Regions from separate parts of the Macaca mulatta genome. Here region 2 is linked to region 1. The links are chromatin contacts, called in public Hi-C maps. All regions are on one chromosome and are shown on one strand. The core of a region is the stretch at or near the end of the contact, and the rest is flanking DNA. Distances in the headings are between cores, read along the strand shown.

The links. Hi-C and Micro-C count contacts between places; a contact is called where the count stands out from the background.
Region 2: a Hi-C map of fetal cortical plate shows a contact between it and region 1, with 4 times the contacts expected there. The contact joins two enhancer-like sites. A contact is called at or near these places in 7 of 14 Hi-C or Micro-C datasets (blood, cortical neurons, fetal cortex germinal zone and 4 more).

The regions. Positions count from the first base shown.
Region 1 is chr14:87,047,348-87,053,050 of T2T-MMU8v2.0, reverse strand. All of the region lies in intron 8 of ME3 (malic enzyme 3), which reads left to right. Among named protein-coding and RNA genes, the nearest start is that of CCDC81, 80 kb to the right of the region's middle. Within about 2 kb of position 2,835, at least 6 of the 40 cell types and tissues checked have an H3K27ac peak or open chromatin away from gene starts, as enhancers often do.
Region 2 is chr14:87,393,416-87,399,362 of T2T-MMU8v2.0, reverse strand. No RefSeq gene overlaps it. Among named protein-coding and RNA genes, the nearest start is that of PRSS23, 13 kb to the right of the region's middle. Within about 2 kb of position 1,757, at least 2 of the 40 cell types and tissues checked have an H3K27ac peak or open chromatin away from gene starts, as enhancers often do.

The sequences.
Region 1 (5,703 bases), core at 1,586-4,085:
GAGGAGAGGGCCACATGTGAGCACAGGACTGGGGAACTCTGGGGAGAAGAGAGGCCACCTCACTTTTCTCCCCTTTTCCCCATATACCCTATTATTCCAGCCCATTGTATTAGTCACTCTTCTGTGAGTTTTCTGCCAACTCCATGATTTTGAATGTGCTGGTCCCTCTGCCTAGAATTCTCTTTCTGTTCTTCACTACTTTCTGTTTGTCCCTAAAGGCTCATTTCACTTTCCCCAGGATAATGCACCCAGCGCTAAGCCACAGACTCTAAATGATCCCACTCTTCCCCAGGATCTGGGAGTGACACTGGATGGTGGTCACCCACTTTACAGAATGCTTCAAAGTTCCCCAGGGAGAGGAGTGGGGCTCTTAGCCAAGAAATGCAAAATACATCCCTGGAAGATGATGACCTTGTTGGAGCGGGAAGGTGTGGGGGACTTTGCGTAGGCTTCAGATGCCACAATAAGGAAGAGGCAGACAGGCAGGAATGGCTCATCTCTGAAGACTTCGTGCAGTTCATTTGTCTTGTTTACAAGATGCCAGGGATTATTTCCAGCTGTCGGGGGTCACCTGCCCTCTCTGTCACCCACCACCACCACTACACACACTGAGTAGCAGTTCCAGGCCTTTCCTTGATTTCTCCCCCTGCAGTGAAACTTCTCCTGGTCTCTTTAACCTTTTCTCTCCCCTGTTCCCAAAGCCTTCCTTTTCACTAAGTCCTGTGTTCTGAGGCTGTTCTTCACTTCCAGGGCTGTCCCTAGTCCTGAAATTCATGTGGATCTCGTGTATCTGGCTCCTCCGAGACCTCCCCTGTTAGCTGCTGCAACAGTCAAAACTTCAGAGAAGTCAAGAAGATGATCATTATTCCTTCGGGTTCCTTCCAAATTGTGGCAAAATACGCCTAACCCTACCTTCTCCATGGGCCAGGGAACTGCCCTCTAGAGAGTCCAGGAGCTCCAGAAAATTCCCTTATGACACAGAAATTGCAGAGAAGTAGTCTAGAAGGCCTTTGCTTGGTGTCCAATAAAGGGGAACCTGAATTTTTGGAACACTTGTGCTGGCAACTCCTTGAGAGTTTTATTTGAGAACAAGACTTTTATTTGTCTTTATTTATTCAAAGCCTAGTCCAGAGAAGGCCCAGAACAAACACTCAGCACATACTAATGAATAAATGAATGGCAGTAGCTACCGTAGAAATGTAATTCTTATGGATCGTGGAAGCAGGTGTGGCCTCATAGCAGAGGTTGTTCTGTCCCAATAGGAACCCAGACCTCCAAAGCCACCGTGGCCAGACCCTGACAGAGCCTAACTCTATCCTTCTTGCTGCCTGGGTCAGAAGTCTTCCCTTATCTGATAAAGAGTAAATTCTTTCCTCCAATAATATGTTGTTCAGCATGGAAACTCCTTTAACGTTGTCAAATCTGACTATTAAAAGCAGAAACTACATTTTCAGCATGTCCTTTTGTGCTATTTCCTGAACCTACAACCTCAAGTACTCAGTTGGCAGAAAATGTAATTATAGAAAGCTCCCTCTGAAAAGAAAACTTTTTCTTTCATCATGAATAGGAACAACCAGTCACACTTTCAGCTGCCCATGGCATTTATGGGCACAAGCCATGTTCCAGCATATCCCTGGACCCATGGGCTTCTCAAAGTGCTTACCTTGAAACAGCTAAGTAGCTTCCTCTCCAGTTTTAAATCCCTAGTGCATAGCCCAAGAGCACCCCAAAAATGCAGATAACTTTATTTGCCAAACTTTGTAATTTGGAGCTTAAGAACCACTGTTTCTCCTCTTGAGTTCTAACCTGTAGTTAGAACAGCTTGCTACCTCAGAGGATGGCCTCAGAGCAGGATGCCAGGGAGGAGAGCAGGGAGAAGTAGCCAGTGAGGTACCCAATGAGTGTGGGGTTCCAGAAGCCAAGTGCAGAAATAGTTTCCCAAAGGAAAGAATGGGCAACAGTACCAAATGCTGCTAAGAGGTCAAGAAAGAAGAAGGCTGAGAATTGATTACTGAATTTGGTCACCTGGAGGTACTTGGGGACCCTGACAAGAGGTGGGTCAGTCATTTGATTGGACTGGGTTTCATGGGGACCAAGGAGGAAGGAACTAGATGTAGTTAATATATTCAGCTCTTTAGAAGAGTTTGGCTATAAAGGAGAGTGAGAAATAGGGTGGGACACATAGGGCCAAGGGAGGGCTTTTTAAAGATGGAAGTTTTACAGTGTATTTGTATGCTGATGAGAATGATACAGTAGAGAGGGCAAAATTGAATATGCAGGCAATAGGAGTGGGAATAACAGGAAAAGTAGGCAAGAATGATGGGATCCAGTAGACAAGTGGTGCTTTAGCTAGGAGCAGGGAGGCATCGATGGTAATGGGGAAAGGCAAGTACGTGGACATGGAGGCAGTGGGTCTGAAGACTTGGTGGTGATAGGATTCAGAAGTTCTGTCCTGATTAGTTCTATTTCCTTTGAGCCTCACTCTCCACTTTTAAGGGCAAAAAATAGGAGCACAGTAGTCCCTACTTCATGGAGTTGTTGGGAAGATTAATTGAGCCAATGCTGTGCTGGTAAGCACACAGCACAGAGCCAAGGCCACAGCAAGAGTGATCAATAAATGGCAGCTGACCTTGCATCCTTTTATTGTAATGTGTGACTGTTTCCCATCAGATTTCCCATTGTTTTGAGTTCCCCTCCCCTTCCAGAGGTACAGCTGAATGTTGACATCTACTGCCTAAGTTCACTTCCCTCTGCCTCTGCTAACACCCTGCTCCGTCCTTCCCCAGAGAAACCCCATAACACCTCTCCTGCTGCCTTCAACTATAGTCAGGAAGGGCTGTCCGAGCAGCAGAGATGGTGAAGGGATGGAAGCAAACCTAGGAAGGAAACCCCCAGGTCTCCCTGCTTTGGGTGACTGACAGGGCCAAGCCACCTTTCTCTGTCAGTTTCCTCATTTGTACAGCTGTTAAATGCCATTATCTCCAATCTCCATCCAGCACTGAATTTCTGTGAGTAGGCCCAGTTATTCAACCTGCAAATAACCCCAGAAGACAGTTGACATCCAAAAAGAAAAAGACCCATCCAGAGTGTAGTGTCTGGGGGATCATCTCTGATGAAATACCTTTGGCGCCATCTGGTGGCAAATGCTTTGCGCAACGCCTCCTTTCAGGGAGGCAAAAGGCTGTCCTGAAACAGACTCGGAAGAGCAGAAAACTCCCTCTAGCCAATGGCAGGAAACTAGTACCTCACCTAGAGAGGCCATCTAGTTCAGTGCATCTCAAACTTGAATGGCATACACATCATCTGGAGATCTCTTCGAATACAAATTCTGACTCCGTAGAACTGAAATGAAAGAGGGTTTTATGGGCAGAGAGTAAGAAGTATGGAGTTATTTGCAGGGAGGCAGAGAAAATGGGGAGTTCCACATAATAAATGAACTTTGGAGAAAATTAAGGACAAAGGGGATTTGGAGATTTCAGGAGAGGGTCATACAATTCATTTCTCCTCGCCCTCTCTTTAAGTGATTTAAATACTTATTTAAATTGCTTGTTGATACTTTCTTGGATGTCAGCTTGGTGTTTCTTGTGAATGCAGTACAGTCCTGAGCCTGACCATGATACAGCCCAGCTTCATTCAGGTTACATTCAGGTTAGATGAAAAAGTAGATATGGGAAAAGGAGGAGTGGTTAAGGATGCCTGGGGTAGCAAGGAATGTCTTGCTGATCATTTGGGCTGAGTCTTAAGGAATAATGAACTGCAAAAGGGTCTTCTAGATAGGGAGAATAGCAGGGAAATGTACATAAGCATAAACATGCATGGTATGTTTAGGCAACAAGGAATAATGCTACTGGTACATGGAGTACACGGGGAGGCACTGCAGAGGTAAGTTGATACTGATAACTTACTTTTCTGTACATAAACTAACAAAAAGTATGTAATGAACAACGGTTTTATAATAGCCATCACACTTGCAATCATTTAGTAATTTCTTTCCTTACAAACAGAAATGAGCTTGGTCTATTTTGTTACTATGGTATCCTCAGTACCTGAGCCTGGTTCATAACTAATGCTCAAAAAATAAATGAATGTAACAATTTCCAGTGATCTCTGACTACCCAGACTACCCACTGTGTTCTACTGTTTTGTGCCCAAATTTTCATAAACTGGGAGTTCCCTGATGGCAGGGATCATGTCTGATTCATCTCCGTCTTCCACAGTGCCTGGCATGGTGCCTGTCACTTTCTAGGCCCTCAGAAGGTGCACAATGCATACTTTGGGGACCATGGGAAGGATGTTAGGAAGTCCCAGTATCCTCAGCCCTGTCCCTGTGACACTGCCAACAGTTCAACACTCCCTCTAGGTAACAGCTGTGTGAAGACAGGGGTGCCTGCACCCCATCTTCTGACAAGTATGATCCTGCATAGAGTCCCACCTTCTGATGTCCACAATGATGAATGTGCACTTATTGGCCACCAACTATTTGCTGTACCCCCATCTCAGCCACTGAGCCAAGTATAAATCTAGGAGAAGGCCCACCCCAGAGCTAGCAAAAAATAAGCCACCTAGAAAACTGGAAACAGAGAATATAGAAAATTCACTCATACCCCCACCCTGCAACCATTAGTATTTTGTAAGTTCCTTCTGGATTCTATGTGTGTCATACATTACAATTAGAATCATCACATGCATACCATTTAATGTTCTCTTCCTTCCAGCCAACTCAATGGAACATAGGTTAGTGCTTAAGCACACAGGTCCTAGAGCTTGAGTCCCTGGATTCACATCCTGGCTCTCTTATATGATCTTGTACAGTTCAGCAAACCATACCTTATTTTCCCAATCTGTAAAGTGAAGATGGCAACAATGAGGATTAAATAAATAACTGTCTTCATGTTAAGACATATAAAGTACTTGGAACAATATCTGATGTTAGTGACTAGCTTCATAGCATTTTCCATGTTGCTGCATAATATTCATGATGATCATTTTTAATAGCTATAAAACAGTCTACTGTGTCTACCCTGGCTACTTTACTTAATCATTACTCCTTTGTTAGATGTGTAGGTTATTTCCAGCCATTCTGTATTAAAAATAACACTGTCATAAATATCCTAGTATATACATTTTGGATTTTACCATATATAGATTCTCAAAAGTAGAAGTATAAGGTCAAAGGGCAAATATATTTTATGCCTTTGCTCCAGATGGGGAAACAGTTCTCCACAAAAGATTGTAGCACTTCAAAACACAAAGGATATTGGGACATTTTACTTTTCATTCCTCCCTCACCAGTCATAGATGACAACCTTTTTTTTAATTATCCAAATGTAATAAGCCATAAATAGTCCTACTTTAATTTTCTTTTGTTTTGTTTTGTTTTGGTTTCACCATCGTGGGGGCTTAGCGTTGCTGATTGTGATTACTTCATTGTGAGCTCTCTGTATCAGTCTATACCACTTGCTTTAACAGAGAACACTTAATATTTTAAAAAATGTTAATTGTCTATTAAAGAATTCAAAAGCCAAAAAAGAAACACTAAGGATCTGCTACGACTCCTGAGGCTAAGGGAACAAAGGAAAGAGGAGGTGGCAGTTAGTGGCATTGGTGTCACTTAGTGGCAGCTATGAGGCTAGTTCTCTCAGTGATGGCCAAACTGCAAACTGCGTTCAACTTCTGCTTCAAGAACAAACTGCTGCTGGGAAG
Region 2 (5,947 bases), core at 508-3,007, 350 kb before region 1:
AACTCAAAGATTTATTAAAATGTATGGGAAACACTCAACTTATTCAATTTACAAAGTGGCAATTCCATTGTACTGAGGCCAAGATATTTTGTGGAGACAGTAGTTACTGAGCCTCATCACCCTGGGAGGTACAGCAAGAGTCATGACTACAGTGACCTCAAAAGGAGAAGACACATAAACAACCCTGAGCACAGGGATGTATCTCAGTCATCTCTGCAGCCCCAGTGTGAACACAGTGACTGGCACCGAGGTGGGCTTGAGGACATTTGCTGAATGAATAACTGACTGATTGACTAATTGAAGAGATGGAGGAAGGGCAACCTAGCTAGAGGGTAGAAGAGCTTGAACGATGAGAGAGGGTTGAAAACACAGATGCGTTTGGTGCAACTTGGCTAGATGCCAGGTTATGTGACTCTGGAAAGCAATGGGGGATAAATCTGATCACTATATTGGATGGGTCATGGATTCAAGGCTAAGAAAACTAAACTTCTCTAGTAACCAGCATCTAGTCAATAGGAAACATAGGGGAGGGGCCTGATCATGTCTTTGCTTCAGAACATGTCTTGGGCAGGTGTGGGTGAGCGGGGAGGCTCAGAATCCGATTTGGAATCTGCTGTCATAGTTAAAGGAGAAAAATCAAGGTGAAATCAGGGCAGTGGCAGGGGAGCTGGAGAGGAGGTGATAGATAGCACTGAACTCTAGCTTGTTGCCTGTGAGAAGTGGGAGAGGATCTCTGTCATGACAGGTCAAGACAGACAGACACTCATTTTCTCACAAATAATTCCTGTGCTAGACCATGGGATAGATAAAGGAAGACAGAGAAGAACAGAACTCAGCCCCTGCTCTTGCAAGGCTCATAGTCTAGTAGGAGAGACAGACACATAAATAACAACAGCAATGTAACACATGCTAGAATAGAACAGAATACATACAAAACACCACAAGAGTTTTATTCTGGGATGTGTTTGGACCCAAGGAATATCCAAGCTCAAGTAATCCTAAGTCATCATTTTCTGGGTTATATAAACCATCTGGGATCATTCATTCAATCATCCATTTGAATAACATTATTTATTGAGAACCTACATGCCAGGCACTATACTAATTGTGGACACAACAGACAAAAACCTCCGTCCTCATGAAATTATATTCTAGTGGCAGAGGACAAATACATAAATATAACAGAGTTAGTGATAAGTGCAGAGCAGGACAAAAAAAAACAGGGAAGGACAATAAGAACTGCCCGAAGAAGAGGCTGAGGAGCATTGAACTTCAGAGAAGATAGCCAGGCAAGGCCATCCTGAGAAGACAGCTCATTGGATGGCAAGAATCGGCTGCTGTTCCCATGGCTGCTGCTCGGATTCTAGCCCCTTTGTCTGTTTATTTCATTTCCTGAGACTCTCCTCATTCTCTCCAAGGCAAACACTTCAGTCTTTCTTCACTGGATTGGAACTTGACACTTCTCAAAGCTGTTCTTGCTCTTTATGGAAGAGAGGGCCTTAGTCCTTTTAATAGCCCAAAGACAAGGGGCAGTGATAAATCAAGACTAAGAGAGCACTCAGTATTTTTACACACTTGATACACACATAGACAAATACCACACTGAAGAGTCACCCTGCACTTTCTGCCTCTCAGAAAACATTATTCCAGGCAGGAGGGGATGGCAGGGGGCCTCCCTGAGCCCATGTTTGCACCACCCCATTGATGCCTGGGTTCTTGCTCTTCTTGTGGGCACAGCTGTCACAAGTGTCCCTGAAGGATTCAGTTAATCAATCCCTCATTCACAGGCATGATAAGCATAGCTGGTGCACAGTGCCCCATGCTTGCATGGTGGGTGCACAGAGATACACAAGGCAAAGTTCTGCTTGTCATGAAAACAGCTGGGGCTTGGAGGACTAGACAGACTCCTCTCTGGTCTCCTGCCTTCCACCCCATCTTTCCCACCATAGCCAGAGGGACATTTCTAAACATAGCCTGAAGTGCAATCTGATCTTGTCCCACCCTTTGTCTCCCCTTCCTCAACTTGGCTTCCAACTTTTTTCTCTTGGTTTCTTTGAGGCTACATTTTCCTCTTTGTCCTCAACCTTATTGGTGGCTTCTTACCAGCTTCCTTACTGCCTCCTCCTCCTTCTCCTCCTCTTCCTTCTCCTCTTCTACTGAACCCTCCTCCTCTTCTACTAAATGTTGGTAGACTGGGACTCAGTCCTCAGCCTTCTTCTCCTCTCAAGCCTCATTCTCTCCCCAGGTGATATTATCTCTCTGTGGTTTAAATACCATCTACAAGTACATTTGAGATATTTCTACTGAGCTTCACAATCAGAGATCCTATAGTTCATTTGACATTGGCATTTGGGTGTCCGCTAGACAACTGAAACCTAACACTACTGACACAGGAATTCTTGGTTTTCATTTCCACAGCAGAATCTAATTCTCTTCCTTTAGTCTTTCTTATCTCAGCAAATGGCACCTGGAATTGCCTGGATGCTTAGGCCCCAAGCCAAGCAGTCATTCTTGATTCCCCCTTTACCACACCTATTCATGATGGCTCTACTTTCAAATATATACTCTTCCAGATATGACCACTATTCAATATCCTCTACTTCCATAGTCAAAGCCACTGCCATTTCTTACCTGGATTACTAGTTTTCCCCTTGCCACTGCCTAAAATCCATTCTCTATTTAGCATCCAAAGAGATATTGTAAAATATAAATGAGTTTCAGGGCTGCACTGTGATTTTTGTGGGCCCTAAGCACTTTTGGCTTCATAAGTCTCCTCCTCCATTGAAAATATTAAAAACTATATTTTATGACTGTTAATACAGAGATAAATATATTAACATTATATTAGCACATTTTATTAGGCTTAAAAATTCACTTTCTTCTTCTGATTTTAAAATAAGTTAAAATATTTCTGTGTGATGCCTAAAACTGCTGTGGGCCCCAGGCACTGTGCCCACTGTCCCTTCATGGATAAGTCGGTCCTGATGAGGCCCCACCAGGGCTCCTACTTAAAGTCCTTTGACTGTATCCCCCAGCAAGTAAGATGAATTAAAAAGACCTTACCAGAATCCTTAATTTCTGTATGAGCTGGCTGGACTCTAGCTTTTTGAACTCTTCCCCATCTATCTCTTAAACAGAATGAGTTTGCTACTGCCAGGGGCCCTTGCACTTCAGTTTGTTGAGGCTCAAACATATTCCCTCCCAAATGCTCAATGAGCCACTAACACACAGGTGTAGCAAGCCTATGAGTTTCTTGTGGGTTATGCAAATAGGAAACAAGATGACTGGGCTTGAAGCATCTTGCTGGCTGTGTACTTGAGAGAGCTATCTGGTAGATAAAGGTGCCCCCAAAAGCAGGAGACAGAGGGTTGTATCACCACAGGTAAGGGCTAAAGAGGGTAGAAGAGCTGGTGTTATCTGAGAAGCAGCAAGCAATGAAGAGAGAACCTCATCGCAGTGAGTCAGATAAAGATGCCTGTCTCCTTTCTCTCTTCCTCAGCTTCAACCGAGCCCACTGAGAAGCTATAACCCAGAAGACGGAGGATCTTTAAATCATATGGAGGGTTTAAATTTTAAACCACACTGCATTGGGATTTATTTGCCATAAGGAACTAGGCAACTATGGAATCAGTCTGCCCAACTCCAAGGCCATCATCTTCCCATACCAGGCTGCTATCTCAGCTCTTAATCCTGTTTACCCTTTTTTTAAAATTAAAAAAAAAATTTTTTTTGAGACAGAGTCTCACTCTGTTGCCTAGGCTGGAGTGCAGTGGCATAATTTTGGCTCATTGCAACCACCGACTCCTAGATTCAAGCAATTCTCCTGCCTTAGCTTCCCTAGTAGCTGGGACTACAGGCATGTGCCACCATGCCCGGCCAATTTTTGTATTTTTAGTAGAGATGGGGTTTCACCATGTTAGCAGGGCTAATCTGGATCTCCTCACCTCAAGTGATCCACCTTCCTCGGCCTCCCAAAGTGCTAGGATTACAGGCATGAGCCACCATGCCCAGCCAACCCCTGTTTACTCTTGTTCTGGAAGCTGGTTTATTTCCTCCTCCGGGGGGAACCCCAGACTAAAAACAGATGTGTTGTTGATCTTCCAGAAATGGCCCCATGTCTATGTATATACGATGACCCCATCCCATCGAAAGGATTTTTAAATGCCCTTCCCCTATTGGAGGCCCTCAGAATGCCGAGCCAGGCAAAGAAGGTATCACAGGAATCACAATGGAAGCCCAGAGAGGAGAAACACAGGGAGTTGCAGCCCCACCTTTGTTCCTAGATTAGCAAGGATGGCTGCCAGTCTGCACTCTATACAGTGCTTTGAAAGGTTAATAATTAGGTGACCAAACATGCTTGTTGGCCAAAACATACCTGGCTTACAGCTGCTGCCCCAGCTTCATTATTCATAGCATTCTCAAAAGAATCCCATTCTGAATAAATGAAATGGCTGCCTTATCAAACATCCATAGAAATCAATGGTTAGAGGCAACTTCAAGGTATACTTGAGCTGGTTCATGACAAGAACAAAGAAAGTGCAAACATGAATAGCAGCAGAACCCAGGCAAAGTAAGAAGGAAGCCCTTAGTGTTGGGGATCACTGTCAGAATTCCCTGGATGGCTGCCATTTACCCTTCAGTTAGCAGAAAGTAGCCTAGAGTCATCATTCCAGGACAGGCTTAGTCATCCTTAACAAGTTCTGAGTTAAAGACTTCCTGTAGGGTTTGTTAGGGAAAGAGTGATTCCTTGAATACATGATCCAGGCATCACCGGGTGTTTCCTATCTCCCCAAGCAGGTAGACTGAGCTACAAAAGAACAGGGAATTGGGAGCATGACCTTGAGATATTTCAATCCCTTTTTGGTCCAAAAACAATAAAAAGAAAGAATACACATACAACTCTGCCATTTACTGGCTCATATTTCTTTACCTCTTTAAGGCTATTTCCCCACCTTTTAAAAACACTATCTCCTTTCCAAAATTCAAAATTTAAAGTCTATGTAAAATATGTGTCCCCAGTTCTGCCACAAACTTCTGATTCTCAGCGACTGATAATTTTCAAATTTATTATTTCTAATTTCACGCTGTGAAGACTTCCAAATCCTGGTTACAGGGTCTGGTTAAACCCTAAAGGCACCTGACCCCACTCGGACTCATCATTCTTTCTACATTATCACCTCAACGAAAAGGCTGTTACAGAGATCTCCAGAATGTGTTTATTAGAACACCAGATTGCTCATAGGCATTATATGAGAAAACAAGGGTTTTGTGATCAGAGATGTTTATTTAAATGCAGATTTTACAACCTCAACTTGTCCCTTTACAACAGGTCTTCCCAGAGCTTTTAATGTGCAGACAGGCATGCGAACCTCTGATAAAGAGAGGGAAAATGAAGAGGCATCTTCCTCTGACTTAATATGACCCTTTTTACTTTTGGTAGAAAATCGTAAGGCATGAGTGTTTACCTGCACACTTTGGGAAACGTGGTTCTACTAGTCGAACTAGGCAAATATGCTTCTAACGTGTATAACTAATACATGTAAAGCACTCATTACATTAATAACGCCATGAGTCCTTTTTTCTTTTTCTGTCAACTACTATGATAGTTTAATACCATGCTTTCTTTTACTATCACTAAAAAGATGGACATGTTGAATTATTTTACAATTTTCTTTTACGGTTCTATGAGTTAAGCTGTATACAGCATATGGGTGTATCATACTTTAGTAAATTACATCTACTTGTGAACTAAACATTGATTTCATTTTGACTTTGTGCCATTGTCTAACTTTGCAAAAAATCACAATCAAGGAATCAAGGTGCTTCATAAAAGGAGCGTCTATTTTTTAAAAAAATCCATTCTGGTCTTGGTGTTCAGTGACCTTTTTATCACTAAGCAAACAAAACCCCCAAATACCAGACATAGAAATGGAGACCTCTCTTCTTC